Regions from separate parts of the Triticum aestivum genome. Here region 2 is linked to region 1. A link is a contact called in public Hi-C data. All regions are on one chromosome and are shown on one strand. Each heading gives the region's core, a stretch centred on a gene start, on an enhancer-like site or on the middle of the called end of the contact. The rest is flanking DNA. Distances are from core to core; before and after follow the strand shown. Region 1 holds the start of LOC123144784 (bidirectional sugar transporter SWEET4). Region 2 has its middle 100 kb from the start of LOC123144784.

Region 1 (6,001 bases), core at 1,095-3,594:
TGAGTTAATGCAAGACATGTGGGAGGGGTGGCATACAGAAGGGAAAACAGACAGAAAGAGGCAAGGGTGAAGGCAAACGTACAAAGACCAACTCCCCTTTAGTAGTAGCGATGACCATCCAGTTAAGGTGTGACGTTTGGCAACCCCAAAACAGCCATCCTGTCTAATGACGCGAGTAAATGTAAACACTTTGTCCAAAATTACCGACAACTAATTAGACGATGTGATCACGCAATATTTCATAAGTTGGTTATATTCAACACCATCGTTGCTCTAACAGTGTGGTCTCATTATTGCGGGCATCCTTGTTACTTCATCTATGCCATTCATCAGGAAAAGATGATCATCATCAATACATTAGTTAGTCCTAGAGGTGAGAGTAGGGATTTGTTTTGTTGTTATGTTTTTCACACATGCAACTGAGTTTTCCTCTGAATCTCATATTCAGTAATCATTGCAATTATAGCACGGAAATATAAACTTAAGTAAGAACATGGAAATAGTATAGTAACAACTTTATTATTGCCTTTAGGGCATATTTTCAATAGTCTTCTATGCAATTGAAGAGACTAGAGGATAGATGATTAAGACACCTACTGGTTAAACTCCTATGGATATACGCATGAACTATGTATGGTATCCATATTTCAAGGTGTATAGTACTACCTTAGTTCTTGTCATGTTATGTTTGTATTGTTTCGATCTATAACCTTTTTCCATGCAATCACATGATTGTACTGGTGCAATAGTTGGTACTCATGTAACTGCTACAGTGTCGAGGTCACATGATGCATCATACATGAGTAGAAAGCACTACACAAGCCGGAATGTGCTTGCTGCTGTAGATTTTGGTATCAAGTTCACATATGTGTTAGATGGTTGAGAATGATCAACCCATGATGCAAACATTCTTGCTGACAAGATGGTTTGATCTGATGGGATCAGTATCCATGATGATAAGTTCTACCTAGAAGATGTTGGGTATGCATGTAGGCCTGAAGTTCTTCCAGCTTTCAAGAAAATCGGGTACCATCTCAATGCATTTTCTTCAAGGAACTATCCTGGAATTGCACATGAATCGTTCAATGTCACACACTCTAGCTTTGGCCTTAGGTTACTGGTCAAAGGGCATTCGGTGCTTTGAAGAATAGATATAAAATCCTTGATCACAAGGCATTTCACCCTTTCCCCATCCAAGGTAAGCTTGTTCTTTTTTTGATAAAGGATGTTTTTATTATCTCAAATGTAGCATCAAGCGATACAAAGCGATATGAGTAACACCCGGCCTCTGTGTAATTAGGATGCATACAACCAATCCTGAAAAGTCTGGCAAAAAAATGAAAACAAAACGGCAACAGTAGTATAGACCGACACTACGCCTATGTCAAAAGTGGGGTGGATCAATCTGGAGGTTATGCTGGATACTGCATTCTTCATGACTAGGTCTTAGGATGGAGTCTTGATGAGCATGTGCCGAAGAAGAAAGATGTGACGACTAGCGATTTTGAGTCCGACGATGGTGTAGAGGCATATGAAAGTGAAACTTGTGAGAGCAAAAGGTTAAAGTGACTAAAGCAATGTGGGCTAATAGAGGTATCTCAAATATCTGAAATGGAAGAAGACGAGGATGATGATTGATGAACTTTCCCACATTGAGTCATATGACTGTTAATTTGGTACTGCCATTGCCATTTGTTAGTAGTTAATATTAATGGCCATTTGTTAGTAGTTCAGACGGACTGATGAACTGTCATTTGTTAGTAGCTAGGATTGAAATGATATTAGTTTGGTATTGCCTATCTATGTAATATGGTAAGATCACTGCTCGTGAGACTGCATCTTCGCAACCATAATGCTCAGTGCTGTCAACCAATCCCAAGCACCATGGACGAAACAATCTCGTGATGCTGTGCAGTTAGCCAAATGTAAATGCAGAATAGAGTCTGCATTATCTCAGTCAGTCGGGCTCAATCAGACGAAAAGTAAAGGCAAAAGGAAGCCAAAATGGTTGCAGGAAACCAAAACACTGGTATTTACGCCCAGCGGGTTGCTCCCGGGCCAAGAATGCGAATATCTACCAAAGTCGAAATGGTCAGTACGTATGAGCAACCCACCATTTCATCCAAATAAAATCCTAAAAAAGAAAAGTACGACCAACCCACCCGGCTGGCTGCTGGGCCACAGCACATCGGGGTAGTTATAGAGAGAGAAAGAAAGAGGCGTATGCAAAAGGCCGGCGCGGCGTCCATGAGAGAGAGAGCGAGCCGGATAGAGATAGAGACGGGGGCGACGGTGCGGGGCCCACGGGTCAGCAGCCCCGCTCTATTTAAGGACCCCGTTCGGTGTTTTCCTGAGATCATTCACTCATCAAACGCGACGCACAGAGACAGAGGGAGAGGGTCCGCTGTACTTGCATCCTTCCCTGCCCCCTTCCCCTCTCCTCCAAGTCCAGAAATCCGTTCCCCTCTCCCCCCTCCCTCCCTCTCGTCTGCACCCGAGACGCTCCTCTAGATCAGTTCCTCGGTGCGGTTACCTCTCGCCGGAAGCCAAGCCACCATGGTGTCGCCGGACGCTATCCGCACCGTCATCGGCGTCATAGGTGCGTGCCTCCCCGTCGCCCCACGCCCCCCGCCTCTGTACTGCACACGCATGTGCGCCTGCACTGCAGCGAAAACCATGTGGCAGCGGCGCCACACGGGTCGTACGGGGGGTGCTGCTGTTGCCCCCTGATGCTCTTTTTGTTTCTCGCCGCTTTGCGCGTGTCCTCTTCACGAACTTTTGCTCCCTTCTAGTGCAAGCGAGCATCACGCGCCGGGTTCCCTAGAGCGGCCCGAACCGTGATTTGTTCGGCGGTTCCTCCTTTGTGTTTGTTTGTTCATCGTCCGAGATCTACTTCTGATGTTGCTTTTTTTGGGATTGTTTTGTGTCTCCCTTGCAGGCAATGCAACCGCCCTGGTGCTCTTCCTATCCCCAGTGTAAGCACCGACTAAAACTATACCACTCTTAAGTGTATCTTCATTTAATTCGCCGGATAAAATGGATTCCGGAATTAATTGTGCTGAGCAAAGAGCGAGAATTACATGACACAAATTCGTGAGAATGCGGAGATCGGCACCGCGATAATTTTGTATTCCGTTTTCTGATCGAAACAGTTTGGATATCTCTTCGAAAAAATGCCTGACCAGTGAAAATACTTGCGAACTGCGAATTCCAGGCCGACGTTCATCCAAATCTGGAAGAAGAAGACGGTGGAGCAGTACTCGGCGGTGCCGTACCTGGCGACGCTGCTCAACTGCATGATGTGGGTGCTCTACGGGCTCCCGCTGGTGCACCCGCACAGCATGCTCGTCATCACCATCAACGGCACCGGCATGCTCATCGAGCTCACCTACGTCGCCCTCTTCCTCACCTTCTCCGTCGGCGCCGCCCGCCGCCGAGTCCTCCTCCTGCTGGTCGCCGAGGTCGCCTTCGTCGCCGCGGTCGGCGCGCTCGTCCTCTCCCTCGCCCACACCCACGACCGCAGGTCCATGGTCGTCGGCATCCTCTGCGTCCTCTTCGGCACCGGCATGTACGCCGCGCCGCTCTCCGTCATGGTACGCGTCGCCATCACTCTCACGGTCTCACCTACAACCAGTACAGTACTGGAGTGAGATTTGGTGCTAGTTTTCTATTGATTGATTTTAGTCCAGTAGGTGGTTGTCGGTGTCAGGAGATCGATCAGGCGAGGAAATGATTAATTAACTGCTGCTCGAATGAGAATAACCATAGGAAAAGAACGCTGGATTAATCTATATACTAATTTGATTGACCAACGCCTGCTCTGGGTACGTTCTGGGTGGGGAATAGAATACGCGAGTACACGCATGCGTAATCCTGTCGTTTTCTCTCTATCTAGCAGTAGCTGTATTCTTTTCGGCTATCTCGCTATCTACTTTGAACAGCGCAAATATTCTTTTCTGAAGAAAAAATATATACGTATTACTACATGCAGTGTTTCCAATCATGGCGTCAAATCAACTCCTGTTCCTTTGCTGTCAAAAGAGAGAGGAAAAACTCATGTTCTTTTGCTGTCAGAAAAGGAAAAACTCATGTTCTTTTTGTTCATCCTTCACTTTTTGATCCAACTGTAATTAACAACTTGTGCCCGCTGCACTTTTCGTTAAAATTGTTCATGGCTTTTAGCTCTTATATGAAACACCTTTTTTAGTCCCCCCATCCCAAACAAAACAAAAGTTGTGTCATCCCACATGCCGTCGTTTCCTTGGTAGCTGTGTACTTCATAATCTGGTTAATACGTGTAGAGGGTAGTTGTTTCCGTTTTACTGCCTGTTTTCTTTGGATGAATTGTGCAGCAAAAACAAACAATTGTCTGTAAAATGGATGGATTTCCTTTTGTATTGTTCATCATCATCATGTTGATTTTCTCTGTGTCCGTGTTTTCAGAAAATGGTGATCCAGACCAAGAGCGTGGAGTACATGCCCCTGTTCTTGTCCGTGGCCTCGCTCGTCAATGGCATCTGCTGGACTGCCTACGCCCTCATCAAGTTCGACCTCTACATCACCGTAAGCCTTCTAAAATTTCACACACAGTAATAGTAACCATTAGCTAGCAGTATACTAATTGCTGGTGTGAGATGAGGATGACTTCCACTTGAGCGCTTGCTACCCTGAGTAGCCAGCACAGAACCTGGGCAATGCCCGTCTAATTAAAGTAAGCAGCGCCGGAAGTTAACATGGGTGACTTGCTAAGTTCTGCCAAGGCAAGTTGATGATGGCAGGGCCGGGTGTATAAATTTAGGAGGTGCATCTGATCTCGTTAGGTACCAAACCATATTTGGATTGGTTCAGGCGAACCACCCAACCCAAATGAATGCAGCCTTGCAACTAGGACTTGCGTTCTCACAACAAGTTGCGTGCACCACCCGCGGACAGAAGTAACGGGGGCCCTTTCTTTGCTTCCCTGCTGCGATCTGCATGCACGTTCATGGGACTAGCTACGGTGTACATGCACGTTTTTGTGCTGGGAGGGCCGTTTTCATTTGGGTAAGATAAGATTGGGTTGCTAGGTAGTAGAGTCGTTATTAGTAGGACCAAGACTCCATGGCCCATCTAGCAGCATGCAGTTTTAGGCTGGCCACGGGCGCGTGCGATGGGCCGAAATATCGGACCAGGCGTCGGCGTTGCTTTCAAGCCTCGGGTCCTACTTTTGCACGGTGGCATGGCTCGGCGGACATCGTGAGACCGAAAGGTCAAGCCAGTGTTGTCACGACTGACCTTGCGGACCGGATCGTCTCCGTTGTCGGCTACCTGTTTGGATTTGGGATTGTCACGCTAACAGCACACACCTGTCCGCCTGTCCCGGTCCGAATGAATAATTACTGTTGGCGTCAGATGTGTGTCGGGATGGCAAAAACATGTTTTCTTCGTTGAAATTCCAAGAGAAAAAAACAGGTTTTCGTTCAAAGAGAGGTCGTGTTGTCAACTGGAGGCGTCAAATCGGGGGGGCTCAGCCGCTGATCCCGACCTGTGAGGTGTAGCTTGTGTGGTGTGTATGGCACGAGAGGAAGGCGGCGAGGTGGATGCTGCCACCGCCCACGTCCGCATAGCCATCGCACTGCGTTCAACTCCCAATCAATGCGTGTGCATTTGGGATCTATCCGTCCGCTCCTGACCGCTGATGCACGGTAGCCGATGGTACACCACAACACAGGGTATTACGTCATGTGCTATTCTGGTTGCCCTTTGTCCGCGGCCACGGCATGCAACGCGTCACCTACTGTGCTGACCCTTGGCTCAGGCCAACACATTTCTTGGATTATGTTTTGTTTTTCTGGTTACAAACTTCTGTTCTCCGTTGCTCTCCGCTGTGGGTTAAATTGGTATTCTTTGCTGTTGGATGCAGATCCCCAACGGGCTGGGCGTGATGTTCGCTGTGGGGCAGATCATCCTGTACGGCATCTACTACAAGTCGACGCAGCAGATCCTGGAGGCCCGTAAGCGC
Region 2 (6,001 bases), core at 2,753-5,252, 100 kb before region 1:
AAATTTGAAAAAAAAATCATCAAATTTTAGAAAAGTTCGTCAAAATAAAAAATAGTCATCAAATGTTTAAAAAGGTTCATCGACTGTGGAAAAAGGTTAACAATACTCTTTTTATAAAACCATGCTTTTAAGGAAAAGGATATAAAAAGAAAAAAGGAAAAGAACAAACCAAACTGTAGAACGAGAATTAAAGAAAGAACGAAGTCAGTTTGCACTAGAGCGTCAGACGGCCTGGTGGATGCTTCGCTTCGTTTTGAACGATTACGTCCCGGGTTCGATCCCTTTGCTAAAGTTACCGCGAAAAAAAAAGAAGGAGAATGGGCTGGCCCAGATCGGAGCAGTTGTGTTTGCCGTTAGCTAATTTTGAAGAAATCAAAATCACTAATTGAGGAGTACTTTTTTTCCAAAGATCACCCCCATAGCTCTGCGTTGGGCTAAGTATCACTTAAACCATGCATTCAAATTTTGAACCGTTTTTATTGTTGGATTTCTCGCTTCGAAACCTTCAAAACTAGATTTCATGTTGATAGATTTCGATGATTTTTTTTCACGAAGAAAACCGGACAAAAACACGGAACCGGGAGCATGTTTTGCTTCCTTTCCGGAAGCCATTTCCGAGAGGTACGGCCGTGTCTCTCGCGGAAGCAAAATCGTGCCTCTCACGAAAAAAAAAGAAAACACATTTTTTTTCTTTTTCAAGAGGCACGGACGTGCCTCTAGCAGAAGCAAAACCATGCCTCTCACGATTAAAAAAAAACAGGTTTTTATTTATTTATTCCAAGAGGCATGGCTGTGCCGCTCGCGGAAGCAAAATCGTGCCTCTCACGAAAGCACAAAAAGAAAAAGAAAAAACTTGTTTTTCTTTTCAAGAGACACAGCCGTGCCTCTTGCGAAAGCAAAACCGTGCATCTCACGAAAAAAAAGTGATAACGTGTTTTTTTTTCATTTCCAAGAGGCACGGTCCTGCCTCTCGCGAAAGCAAAACCATGCTTCTCGTGAAAATAAAACTATGCCTCTTAAGGAAGAAAACAAAAACGCGTTTTTTCGTGTAAATTTTTTCGATTTTTTTTTGTCGAAAAGCTAAGAATGACCGGTGAAAAACCGAAAGTTGAAAAAAAATTCTAAAAAACGGGAAACATGTGCGAAAAAAAAAATCGAAGGGAGCGCCCTGGACGCGACACATGGCGGCGGCTGAGAGCGCCCCAAGTGCCGCGCTCTCAACCCACCGCAAGTGATTGTTGCAAGGCTCCCGAAGTAGCGCTCGTCAACTAGTTACTCCCGGAAGAAACTGGCGCCTGAACTGCTGGCCCATGTACGGGGCGTTGAGTTTTTTCATACCATATTTTGATTAATCCCAATTTTTTTCTTTTTCTGAATTTCTATTTTTTAAGAAATCATATAAATTTTGTGGGTTCTAAAAAATGTTCGTGACTTAAAACAATGTCCCCATATTATAAAAATCTTTAAGAATTTGAAGAAAATATTTACAAAAAAATGTTCATAAATTTGAATAAATATACGGGAATTCAATTTTTTGTCAGGAATTATTTTTTGGGAAATGATATTGAATCATAAAAAAGTTGATCAATTGAAAAAATGTTCATGCATTTAAAAAATGTACGTCACAACTGAAAACAGTTCCAAAATTCCTAAATTTGTTCCCCAATTTCAATAATTGTTCATCAATTAAAAAAATGTTTGCCAATTCAAACAATATTCACGAGATTCATAAAAAATGTTACAATTTCATAAAATGTTCGCGAATTTTTGAATTCAATTTTTTCGAAATTACTCACAAATTTGAAAAATATTCATGTTTTCATAAAAGTTTCACTATTTTAAAATATGAAAACGAAATCAAATGAAAACTGAAATTAAAAGGAAAAAATAACTTAAAAATTGAAACAAAAACGAAAAACGAAAAAAAAAAACAAAAAAATGGAAAAACCCGAAATTAAGAATAGAGAAAAGAGAAAAATAGATTGCTAACTAGCGTCAAAAGATAATATGCCGGCCCCAAAGTGTACGCAGCGGCAGGTGGTATGCGCTCGGTTGCTAACTAGCGGCCTGTGCGCCAAATAGGATTCCCACATGGAACAATCGCCAGCTATTCGAAAATAAATACGGGTAATCGAGTGGCAGGAAAATGAATACAGACTGGCATAAACTTAGTGAGGCAAGAGCAGGGCAATCATCAAATTCAATTTCAGGTGCAAAACACTTAATTATTTACTTGAATGCGTGGAAAAGAAAAGGAAACATAAAGTAAATTGATTCTGTGTATATACTCCCTCTGTCTCAAAATGTAAGGGACATTTTCTGACACTAGGAAGTACTCCTACTTAGTACAGAACCTGAATAGCAGATAACTTATGTGGTGGAGAGATGAGCAATCTAGTCAATGTGAGGCAGGCAAGGCGTGGATGGAAACAGGACTGACGTGGACAGAACAAACACACTCTTCGTACTCCACATACTATGATATATCCTGTGTATACTGCGCGGCACAACATGTCACACTTACGCACAGCCGAATCAGGTTTGATGTGTCTCTCTCTAGACAGTAATGCCACTTGAATCGGATATGATTTAGATGATTGCTTTTTTTCTGAGGTTTCTCTTCTAGTAAGGCCACTTGAAGCCGATATGATTTAGAGGATTGCTTTTTCCAAGGTTTCCAATATTCCCGTGGAGCGGCCATTAGCATTTTGGAGTTGTTATTGGGTCGCTATTAACATTGATTATGACGAGAAAGGGGTGTCTTGGCCTAACAAACCATGTTAAGGCAAGTATCCCCTTTTGCATCGGATCCTACTCAGCGATAGATACTTGCACATTACTCAGCGATAGGTTAATGCCCAAATCCTATGGCACCACATTTAGTGGAGTATTTTATAAGGAAAAGAAACACATTTGCTCTGCTCTTATTGGGCTGTTTTTCCAACGCTCATAGCCGGCGTTTCCTGTTCTTGAGTTCACTGTATTTAGCCAACACGACAGCATCACAGCCAGGCTAGTGGGAATTTTTACTAGTTTCATAGGTGTAACATTCTTGATGTTCACCGTTTCTTTGGAGTAATAATTGAGATTCTTCTTCTAATAAGATAGCGTATTTTGCCAATAAAAAAAAAGAAAAGAGCCAATATCTTCACTTAAGTCAAGATCAAGATCCAGTTGATAAGGATAAAATACCCTTTCATATTTATACGGATTTCTGGAATTGATAATGGTAGACGAGCCCTCTTTACCAAAGGAAAATTTCAACTAATCAAATTGTATTACCTGTCATGAGCTTGGCTTTTCTCACGGTTAAGAAATTTTTTGGACTCACCCGCAAATAAATAAATAAATAAACTTGGACTAGCTTCATGAGGTTCACTGTTAAGATAGCTGACCAGTGCAATCTATCCTCTATCCACGAGGCTGAATAGCTGCCGAATCTGGCAATCTCCTTTTGGATTCTTAATTTCCCGCATAAATTGAAAAAAATAGAGCTACCTTGCCCACGGAAAGGGGGCTTAGTTCTAACCTTATTCGGAAGTCGACTGCTAAATCACATTCCATTGAACGGCAACCTTTTCTTCCCACCAACCAACACTTGATTACTTTCTAGTACAACTTAGGAATTTCTTATCACTGTTTGTACTGCCATGGCAGACTTTTTTTTCCTCTCTTGGGAAGACACAAGCTTTCGGTGAATTCGTACACGGCCGTGCTTTGCAAGTTCATTGTAGTCGCCCATGTTTAGCAAACCGGATATGCAAATCCCACAAGATTTCATGTAAACGAGACGTGCTTATCCAGCATCCCCAAGGTCTCGCCCGGCCTAGGTGCAGTGTCGCGCTCAGGATCCGGTGATGATCAGCCTTATCTGAGAAATCCAGCCCACCGAATCTGTACACGGCCCCTCAATCACTCGTGCACACTGTGTACCCACGCAGCCATGGCAGCCCGACGTTGCGCTGTCGAGCTTCCGGCTGGTCAAAACCCCGGCGTGCCGGCCCACAAAACGAGATAGGATATATGGATATCGTCAAGGCACAGTGGTTAGGGTAATGGTGGGAACGGAGGACGCAGGTCGCACCCGTTAACGTCAAGGCAAAGGTACTGTATCTGTACCAGTTGGGCGGTGCCCCTTGCTTTCAGTTCTGCGTGGAAGATCTGGCAGGTTATAAACATGATGATGAGTCAACCGGATGCAATATTAATTAGCTGCTGCGCGTTGCCATGACTTGTCACCAAACATGGTGGTGTGGTGTGGTGATCCTGCTCCGAGTGTCCGTCCATGGACACCGACATCTCCTCTTAGGCATGACAAAAGCTCGCTCGCCTGGTTTATCATACTAGTCTATTATGCTGACTGCTGATGCTTTCACGTTGCAGAACTGACCTGACGCGTACGTGTGATGCAGAGTATTTTTTTGATTTTTGCATCCGACAGACCTAACATACATTGCTGTTTAATATTTGTGGGGAACAACGTGCTGATTGAGGGGCAAAGTGCAAGATGACGACCATGTCACGTATTAGTATTATCTGAATCTAGGGTGTTTAGGACCTGCTCTTCCATGCCGTCCTATGTTTTTGCTAGAATTAAGAGTGAGGCCACATGTTTGTTGTTTTACCCCGAAACTGTAGAACAATAGTTCTATGATAAATTGTTCATTAATTAAAGTTATATAATCCCTTTGTTTCAAAATGTAATGTATACAGATTTTTGGAAAAATATCAAATCTCACAAACTTTAACCAAATTTGTGGATAAAAGTATTTACATTGGAATGCCAAATTTATATCAATAGATTCATTATAAGATGTACTTTCATACTTTACATCTTTGGCATTGTATGTATAAATAGTTATCTCTAGAAACTTAGTCAAAGTTTTTAAAGTTTAACTTTTCAGAAAATCTATACGCACTACATTATGAAATGAAGGGAGTTCATAGCAATAGATGAAAAGAAGGGGGAAATGAATGCGGCCAATGCCCATTTTTCGAAACATGGTGTGCATTAAAATTTACAAGAGGTCATTAGTCCATGACGTACGATTGTTGCTTGAGCACTTCTATACACATGCACTACGCACATGATTTTTGAACGACAATACAATCAAACCATCCATGCATGGCAACTCAGCGCATGAAGCATAGCTATGCTTTCAATACCATTCTTTGAAAATGTTTAGAATGCCATTGCATTGCTGTTTTAATATTTGTGCGGAACAACGTGCTGATTGACGGGGCAAAGTGCAAGATGACGACCATGTCACGTATTAGTATTACTAGCAAACAACCCATGCATTGCAACCGGAAAAAAAATACTACACACCTTAATCCAATAACCATAACTTAAGACCCCAATAATCTACGTCCTTTACTTCAGCACATGACATCTGTGTTTCTGCTTACCCAAATGATAAGTGTCACACAGGTAGCACGAAGCACTTTGGCCATGACGTTTTTTACAACTAAAGTTGTCATCCGAAAAGAAAAAACAAAACCAAAAAAACTAAAACTTGCCATCTGAAAAGAAAATTGACATGCTTGACTACTAAAGTTGCCATCCTCGCGTTACTAAACTTGCCACAAAAAAGTTTGGAGTTGCCATGTGTTCGTGCCACATGTGTGACACTTATCAGGGTCCTTCCGCTTATCCTCCTTTCCACCCTCGTCGATGGTGGCTATAGTGCTCACACAATCACAAAGCGTTTGAATATGGTCAATCCTAAGGCGTCTCTCTCCCGACATAAGATGAGCAATCTATTTTTTCTGTGAGGTTTTGACGAGGTATACATATGTGGTTATAGATTGTTTCTTTTGTCTCCAATCTAATTTTTCGTAGGTGTTCATTTTCAATCGGGATCATCACCAGTATGAAAAAAAGATGGATCATGCGCTATTGATTAAGGTTGCACCCTAAATAACATCACATATTTAAATTGTTAACAGGTAAAACAACATCATATTCAAATTCTACACATTTTTCAAATCAAAATCCATG

Evidence for each region. Hi-C and Micro-C count contacts between places; a contact is called where the count stands out from the background.
Region 2: a Hi-C map of leaf shows a contact between it and region 1, with 4 times the contacts expected there. The contact joins the enhancer-like site here to the promoter of LOC123144784 in region 1. A contact is called at or near these places in 4 of 5 Hi-C or Micro-C datasets (leaf and an unstated tissue).

Annotation. Positions count from the first base shown.
Region 1 is chr6D:306,102,906-306,108,906 of IWGSC CS RefSeq v2.1, reverse strand. LOC123144784 (bidirectional sugar transporter SWEET4) reads left to right here and starts at 2,344. Exons shown (of 5, transcript XM_044564021.1): 1 at 2,344-2,599; 2 at 2,939-2,975; 3 at 3,215-3,593; 4 at 4,444-4,563; 5 at 5,903-6,001. The coding sequence starts at 2,557.
Region 2 is chr6D:306,207,387-306,213,387 of IWGSC CS RefSeq v2.1, reverse strand. It overlaps the pseudogene LOC123142598. Among protein-coding and RNA genes, the nearest start is that of LOC123144784, 100 kb to the right of the region's middle. Within about 2 kb of position 4,002, at least 3 of the 8 cell types and tissues checked have an H3K27ac peak or open chromatin away from gene starts, as enhancers often do. A contact at or near this core is called in leaf, where this site is marked.